3 separate regions of the Mus musculus genome follow, and regions 1 and 2 are each linked to region 3. Evidence: chromatin contacts called from public HiChIP or PLAC-seq and promoter capture Hi-C data. All regions are on one chromosome and are shown on one strand. The core of a region is the stretch at or near the end of the contact, and the rest is flanking DNA. Distances in the headings are between cores, read along the strand shown. Region 1 holds the start of Tspear (thrombospondin type laminin G domain and EAR repeats). Region 2 holds the start of Itgb2 (integrin beta 2). Region 3 holds the start of Trpm2 (transient receptor potential cation channel, subfamily M, member 2).

The links. Promoter capture Hi-C pulls out the DNA fragments that hold promoters and counts their contacts. HiChIP or PLAC-seq counts read pairs in DNA pulled down with a chosen protein or histone mark.
Region 1: a promoter capture Hi-C map of neural stem cells shows a contact between it and region 3. The contact joins the promoter of Tspear here to the promoter of Trpm2 in region 3. A contact is called at or near these places in 2 of 39 promoter capture datasets (hippocampal neurons and neural stem cells) and 1 of 9 other capture datasets (adipose tissue).
Region 2: an H3K4me3 HiChIP or PLAC-seq map of forebrain shows a contact between it and region 3, with 5 times the contacts expected there. The contact joins the promoter of Itgb2 here to the promoter of Trpm2 in region 3. A contact is called at or near these places in 8 of 484 Hi-C or Micro-C datasets (the Ba/F3 cell line, cardiomyocytes, cerebral cortex and 5 more), 11 of 115 datasets of contacts at active chromatin or transcription factors (CD8 T cells, astrocytes, bone marrow-derived dendritic cells and 8 more) and 2 of 9 other capture datasets (adipose tissue and liver).

Annotation. Positions count from the first base shown.
Region 1 is chr10:77,685,134-77,687,833 of GRCm38.p6, reverse strand. It overlaps Tspear (thrombospondin type laminin G domain and EAR repeats), which reads right to left and starts at 1,265. Exons shown (of 12, transcript NM_001287074.1): 1 at 937-1,265. The coding sequence starts at 1,021.
Region 2 is chr10:77,529,056-77,531,755 of GRCm38.p6, reverse strand. Itgb2 (integrin beta 2) reads right to left here and starts at 1,386. Exons shown (of 16, transcript NM_008404.5): 1 at 1,297-1,386.
Region 3 is chr10:77,968,581-77,971,280 of GRCm38.p6, reverse strand. It overlaps Trpm2 (transient receptor potential cation channel, subfamily M, member 2), which reads left to right and starts at 1,409. Exons shown (of 34, transcript NM_138301.2): 1 at 1,409-1,498; 2 at 1,982-2,124.

The DNA of each region.
Region 1 (2,700 bases), core at 16-2,515, 280 kb after region 3:
CAGGTGGCACTGTATCGGGCCCCAGGGTCTTCTCACCCACAGCCCTCAGTGTACCGGTTGCTGAAACTTACAACCAGTCACTTCTAGGTAGTTAGGTTATAAACCGCATGCAGCAGCGTTCACATAGGTCAGTGTTCCAAACCTGGGTCGCAGGGTCACCCCTTGCCATGTCACAGAGAGCAACAGCCCAGTACGGGAAGGAGCCTCACTCCTCCTGGCAACCCAACAGAAGGTGTGCACCCGAGAACACAACCACCTGTCACACCAGTACCTCTTGTCCCTGGGATTCCCACTACCAACTTGCAGGTCCAGCTATCAGATCCAACTGCCTTGTGTCTTTATCCCATTAATTGTGACTTGATCGTTAGAATCTCTTGCTGGGAACCCTAGAGCAGGATGTCACTGGTGTTCCCAGTGGCCTAAGAAGAGAAGGAGGCCTGTAGTTGGCCCACCTCGAGGAGCTCCAGGCTAAACCCAGGTGTGGGTTGTGGGTGTGTTTGGGGCTGGGCCTGTGTTTTCTCCTTCAACTGGGGACAGAGCCAGGCCCGTGGCGGCCCAGAGCTTTGCTAAATGCAGGTTGGATAGCTCATCCGATGCCAGGAGCCCGAGGGCCGGGGACTTCATTCCTGAAGCAGGTGCCTGGCCTTCCCCGGCAGTCAAGCAGGTAAGTACTTGCGAAGCCTCGATGGCTGCTGTTAGCGCTTTGAAACTTGAAACCCCTCCCACCTCTAGGAGCTTAGAGAAACCTTTTATTGTGACTGCCTGTGCTGCCCCTTCTATTGTATCTCCCCTGTCCCCCATAACTGTCCAGGTTTCTAGGAGGACAGCATCTTACCACACTCAAGTGACCTGGTGTCAGGAGGTGGCATGTCAAACCCCATTTTTCTCCAACTTCACAAAAGATGCCCTACCCATGTCCCCATGTGGTCACCTTACCTGTGCAGGGCTCCCAGGGCCGGGCACCACGGCTTGGGGTACCCAGAAGCAAGAGCACCGCACACAACATCAGCAGCGCAGACATGAGGGGCTCGAGTCCCAAGATCCATCCAGGGGTTCCACACGCCTGCAGAGAGGCAGCCACTCTTAATTCCCTGTGAGGGGCAGTCTGGACCCCAGGTGGTCACTGTGATGAGCCCATGTTTGTATCTGCAAGAGGACAGAGGTAGTCCTGGCAGTAATGACAGCCCCTAGCTGTTCTGCAGTAGCAAAAGGCGGGTGGCCCTGGCAGACTGAAGCGTCAGCTGCAGGCAAGGGCTTATCTCTCTGCTTCCCTGCTGGGCTTGGGTCCCGAGCGCAGGTGACAACGGGTATCAATCTTCAGGACTGGGATTAGTCATTGGCAAAGCTCACCCTCCTGAAGGAGAGACAGAAATAGATCCTTCAGCGGAGCACTGAGAACAAACCAGAAAAACTTAGAAAACCAGTTTTTCCTGGGTGCAGATGACGGGCGGCCGCGTGCTGCTGTGCAGGACTCGAGCAGGTGACCTTGGCAGACCTGCAGCTACCGATAGGGACAGGTGCTCTGTCGGTCCACCTCCTGCTCTCTTGGGGATTCCCAAACAGGGCTCTTTCCTCTCAGCTGGGGCGAGTGTCCCCCGAGGTCCCAACACGCAGCAGGGGGTCAGCCTTAGGTCCAGCAGAAGGTCAGATCCTCTGTTCTGTGCTGAGATAAGGATCAGTCTTAGAGGAGGTGGTGACAGAGGAAGGTCTCCTGCCCTGCCGGGTCCCACACCGTCCCCAGGAGGGCCGGCTTTGAGGAGGGCTTTTTATCTGGTGCCCAGCCCTCGGAGGGTGTGTGGGTTTGTCAACTGTTGGCTTCAGGAATTCCCCTGTGGGGGGAGCCATCCTTAAAGCTGTTCCAGAGGAAAGGGTTTAAGAGTGGCTGTGCAGAGAGTGCATTGCCCGTGTGTGCTCAATTCCCTGAGAGATGCTTCCGACTCAACAGGACCCCCTTTCACAAGCCCCTGAGACACACAGTCCCCCCACCCCGAATGTCCCAACTCAGAACTCAGGCAGAGCCTGACACTGTGGGTGTTTGTTTGCAAATGGCAGACGGTTTTGTATGTATGGGGAGGGTGGGGGTGGCAAGAGGGTGGGTACTGAAAAACAGAGAGAGAGGATGATGAAGATGGATGGAGAAGAGAGAAAGAGTTAGGGGGAAAGGCCCAGCTCAGGGGCCTGGCAATGTTTGACTCAGTGGGTGTTTGTGAGCTCAAGGCCCTGTGATTAGAGAGAGACAGAGAGACAAGAGACCATAAGAGAGGGAGCAGACAAGATAGACCTGGAGAGATGAGATGGGGTGGGGGATGGGAGGAGAAAAGAGAGAGGTGGGAGGGTAGTACAGAGATGGAAGAGGAAGAAGGGATGGATGATCTGCAGAGTGCTGGAGGGTCTGTCTCTGTGTAGGGGACATGTATTCAAGCCTTCCCTTCTCCCTGGAAACCCTGATCTGCCATTTATGTCCCGGTGAGGAGGCTTGTGGGCTTGTGGTGACTAAGATAGCTATAAAGAAATCCTTGGAGAGGCACTTGTTATACATGGCTACCCTCTACCTGGCCCAGGGGAGCTCTTGGGGTAAGTTTCTTCACTCCTGGGCTCAGTGCCGCTCCTTCCTGGTGGGACCTATGGAGTAGTGGCGGGGTTTTCTGAGGTTCCTATCCTTGTAGATCCGAGCTGCTATTAGCTTATATGGAGCCCACA
Region 2 (2,700 bases), core at 137-2,636, 440 kb after region 3:
CCCTATCCCCAGCCCTACCACCTGCAGAGAACCACCTGCACCTGAGTGATGATAGATTGTAGCTAGCGGGAGCCTCAGTAGTCTCCACGGCTCACTCCTCATGGGAGTGAGTTTTGAAGGGAATTTTGAGTCATTATTGACTGCAGACATTTGGAGTTTGCAGAGCCAGTCAGCCCACCCTCTCATTTCCCCAGAGTTCAGTGGCCTCCCCAGTTCACACCCTTTCTCCATAGAGAGCAGAAGGCTTCCTCCCAAGCTGTGTATCAAAGATAGCCCCCGGCCCCCTGCAGCACTTCCTGCAAAGGATGATTGCATGGTTCCTCCACAATCGCAGTGAACACAATTCACCCCAGCCTAATGCATGCCTGCGGCAAGACTGTGTCCACATATGTCAACAGAGAAATGTTGGAGAAAGGAGGAGATAGGAAACTTGGGCCTCTCCAGCCCTAACTAACCCTCAGGACTTGCTCATTTTACTCCTGCTTATGGCAGCAGTCAACAATCTCTCATCTGCTCACTCACTGGTGGATGTAGAAAGGGTGTCTGTCACCTGACACCTTCCCCCTATCTGGGATATGACCCTGTGGTTGCTGGCCCCAGGCCTGGCCACTATGGTATGTGGGTGGGATTCTTGGGTAGAGGACTTCCTTATTATCTGCTATGCTGTAAGCTGGGCTGGGCATTTTGGAGCCCAGGTTCCAGAGACTTGCAGGGTAGACTGAGAATCACCCCCCCCCCCACACACACATACACACTCCCCACACGCCATTTTAAAGCAGATGGGGACAATGGACATCTCAGCAGCTCCTTCTCTTGCTCATTACCTCCAATCTGACACTCACCTTCATGACCATAAGTATCTACTTCCATTCATAGTAGGTGGGTGTCAGTATGTGACCCCTTCCCTCCCACAATCTGTCCCAGCCACCTCCACCACCACCCCTACCCCTTATCATAGCTGACCTTCCTCAGTCCCGGGCATCCACGACTATCACAGAGAGAGAATCAACACAGTCGGCTGCCTGCTGACCCACAGTTACAGATGTTCCCAGCGCTCCTGAAACTCTGCTCAGCTGTGGTACCAGGCCTCCCATCCCTGGACGTCAGTCAGGAGAGTCTGAATAGCCAGAAGCCACATGTACAAGACCATTTTTTTGACAGATAGGCAAGGTGAGAGATGGGGAAAGGCCACCAGTGCCTGTCGGGCTGGAGTCATAAAGAGAAATTCCACCGGAAGAGCCCACTTCTGAGGTGTTTCCCATAAGAGCTACCTGAACACAGGAGCCCTGCACTCACCCCCTCTCAGTCCCAGGAAGCCTCCACTCCGAGAATCTGACTGGAGATGTCTTTGCCTACTTCTTGCCAGCTGGCTGTGTGGTTGTGTCTAAAGAACACAGCCGCTGAGGCCCCCCCGCCTGACACTTCCTGTTCTAAGTCAGCGCCCAGGAGGAAGTTGAGTGACATTTGGCTGATTGGCCCACATGTGGGTATCACCTCAGCCCCTTTACACGTGGGACGTTAGAGAAGAGACACTGAGAGAGGGAGGGGCTTGTAGGCGATGACAAGCTTTTACGGCAAGAGTGGAGGGGCTACTGTTGGAAGCAGCAGCCATTGATAGCATCGAGGGGCTCTCTCACATGTCAAGAAGAGGTAGGGATTCATGGACCAGCAGGCGGAAGCAGAGGCTGATTGTGTGGGTTCTCAGTCTGGGAGAAGGACCCAGCTACAAGTGGATGGGCTGAGGTGGTAGCCCACTCGAGGAAGCAGGCGAATGGGAAGAAGGAGGCAGGGGAAGGTCCTGGGCAGAGAAATGGGGCAGAGTGGGGCATGGAGGGATGTGTTAAGTAACACTGTAGGAGCTCAATCACAAAGTTAGTGGTGAACAAAACCCCACCTGACTAGTTGCAAGAGGAGAGAGGGCAGAAAGAGAGACACCAAAGGGAGTTGGGAACCTTTAGCATAAGATTTGAGATGTCAGCCTTGTTGAGAAACAGTTAATTCTTTCCGCAACAATGTTTCATGGTTACATCCCACTACCTGCATCTTTAGAGTTACATGCTGAAATGCTCGCAAATGGTAGAAAAACATGGCAGATTTTCTTCCTTGTAATCAGGATGGGGGTTGGAGGTGGGTGTGGATACAAGACAGAGGCCAGGAGGTGACCACAGCGGAGGGTTGGGGGGGGGGGTGTTGGCTGAAGACCTGGGTGTTCATGTGTTACTCTTTCTTCGTGTAGTATGCTTGGTAGAATTTTTAAAGACATAGTTACATGAAGATAAAGCTGTGGAGTGGGGACATCAGCTATGCAGGACATCCTGGTGATAATGGTTGAGAGGGTTACAAGAAGTTAATAGCCCTGAACCTTTATGCATATTTTCTATATCTTCTCACAGTTGAAAAAAAATGTGCAAAAGATGCCAACTGTTGAAAGAACATTGTTGGAAAGCAGGTGTATCAGTTCACACTTGTAATACCAGAATGTAGGATGCTGATGCGGGAGGACCACTGGCTCAGTGGTTAAGAGCACTGACTGCTCTTCCAGAGATCCTGAGTTCAAATCCCAGCAACCACATGGTGGCTCACAACCATCTGTAATTGGATCCGATGACCTCTTCTGGTGTGTCTGAAGATAGCTACAGTGTACTCATGTACATAAAAAAAACAAATACATCTTTTTTTTAAAAAAAAAAAAAAAAAAGG
Region 3 (2,700 bases), core at 160-2,659:
GATGCCCGTGCAGCATGCAACTTAATAGAGCAGAGTCACTGCACCGGTGACCACATGCACGTTATCTGGCCTGTGACCTGCCTCGCCATTCACTGTTTTGGAGGAGAAACAGCCCCCTCCACCTCCACCTCCACCTCCACCTCCACCTCCACCTCCACCTCCACCTCCACCTCCACCTCCACCTCCACCTCCACCTCCACCTCCACCTCCACCTATGGCATTATTCCTAACAACATTTCATACAAGTGCTGTCCCTGCAAACAGTGTTTTTTTTTTTTTTTGGTTTTTGGTTTTTGGAGACAGGGTTTCTCTGTATAGCCCTGGCTGTCCTGGAGCTCACTCTGTAGACCAGGCTGGCCTCGAACTCAGAAATCCGCCTGCCTCTGCCTCCCGAGTGCTGGGATTAGAGGTATGCACCACCACGCCCAGCGCAAATAGTGCATCTTTACCATGGCTCCATCCAGACTGGGGTGGCTGGATGGGAAGATGTGAGGCGTGGTGAGCATCAGCAGGCTGGTTGCCTCATTTGGGGAGGGGAAGCCACAGGGCGGCTGTAGAAGGACCTTCAACAGTACATGCTGAATCAGGGTCTGCACGGAGGACCTAGTCCTGGGGAGGAAATGAGGAAGGAAGCTGCTGGCCAGGCATGACTTCCTGGGCAGATCCCCCACAATTTACATCAGAGGTCATACATACACCAATCCTCTTCATGTTCTTGGCACTGAAGCCAATGGCTCAGGGGTTCTGTTGGGCATTGCAGACTGGTGTTGGGAACGGAGAGGAAAGAGTGTGATTCAGGGATGAAGGAAGTGTCAGTCGTCTTCCCAGGAGTCAATACAGCCCTCATCACGCTCAGGAACCAGGCACAACACATTCAGGGTAACTGGGGATAGGGTGGGCATCTTTGAAACCAGCCCTGTTGCAGGCTCAATTTAGGATCCATCCTACTGGTTCTTTCTGTCTCCTCTGTTGTGTGACACACTTGGAGGGACCCTGAGGCTGCCCCAGTCTTTAGGTCCCCTTGGGAATTGTCTTTGGCTTTGGGTGCTCCTGTGAGGAGCACAGCTAATGTGAGGGTAGCTGTAAGGGACTTTTAGCAGGAGGGTACTGAGGCAGGAGTGAGGCGGCTACTTAAGTCCGCTCAGGTCCAACAGGGGCGCCCTGGCTCTTTATACCAGGCTGCCTCCTTCGAGGTTCAGGGCTTGAAGACAAGGCATATACAAATCTTTTCCTACACTTTGTGGAGGATCTGATTCCCGGGGCCGCAAGTGCCTTTCTAGGTGTCCCGAAGAGGCTGACCCGCAAGTGGAGCATCTCAGGAGGCCCAGCACATGCTTGGCTCCACGTTCTTAGTTAGTTGCGGCTGCCAAGCAATCAGGCTGAGTGACGCAGAGTGCGGGGCGGGCCATTCAGGCTGCGCCTAGCGATGAGATGCGGGTGAGAGCGGCTGTCCTGCGCAGCTGCGCGTGTGACGCTGGGGTGCGCGGCCTCTGAGCAGGTACCCGGCGCTGGTCAAGGGGCGCTGACCCAGTATCTGGAGAGGAAATGGGGGTTCAGTTGGGGGATGGGAACGCTGATTGCAGGGGCTCATGCGGGGAGGGGAGCGGGTTGCAGTGTCCTTTGAGTGTGACAGAAGTGTAAAGATTAAGTCTTCGACCTGGGTGCAGGCATGAGCTAGAATGCGACTGCTTTCTGGTGCAGAGAGTTCAGCCTGGGGTGGGGGGGGTGGGGGGGAGGGTGTTCCCTGGAGTAGAGGTGTAAGTTGGGGGTGTTGAGGGAGTGCAGGGTTTGAGCTGCATCTAGGTACAGGCTCTGGAGCTGGTACAGGGGCACAGACTCAATGTCAGCCAGTGTGACCTGTGCCCACGCGCTATAGCTCTCAGCTCCCGCTCTTCTCTGGACCCTCACAGAGGACTGAGGGCATTAGCTTCTGTGCCCTTTCCTGTGGTTAGCTGTTTATAAAATCTGAACTGCTTTCCAGACCAGTATGTCCAGGATGCCTGGGAGCAAGCAGAGAGCTACTGGGAAGCCTGAGAGATGCAGAATTTTTCAGTGAGTGAGGTAAAGAAGGTGCCACATGCCCCAGCCCCCAGCCAGGGCTCATAAGCCCTCCCTCCCAATAAAGTAAGTCCCGTATGTTTGCTGGTACTTTTGTGTGCCGGGGTGGGTGTGGTGGCCAGAAACACGCTGGTCCAGGAGTCTTGAGGGTAACTAGCTACTTGGAAGATGTGCCCAGAGCCCAGTCGGATTTGGCTATCTTCTATCCATTCCTAACCGGGCTCTCTCAGCAGGGGCTGGATTCAGTTGCTTGAGGCTGTAGCGGAGGGTGTACCACTCCTCCTCCTCACATCTGAGCCCTTTCCTGTCTCTACCAGTGTGTGTGTATAGAGCTCAGGTCTGGAGGCTCATCCCACATGGGGGCCTTGCTCTGTTCCAGCCTGCTGTCTTCTACAGGTAGTTCTGATGACCCAGATGAATACATTTACAGATGTCATGTTGTACCCAGGGTGTAGGCTCTGCCAAGTCCTCTCTATCTGTCTGTCCATTCATTCTTTGCCCTTTGGAGTACTCTGAACACACACACACACACACACACACACACACACACACACACACACACACCCATAGGTGTCAGTGACTGGGGAACCCCACTGAGGGCATTGTCAGTCTTCCTGACTCCATCTATGGCCTTTTACTCTT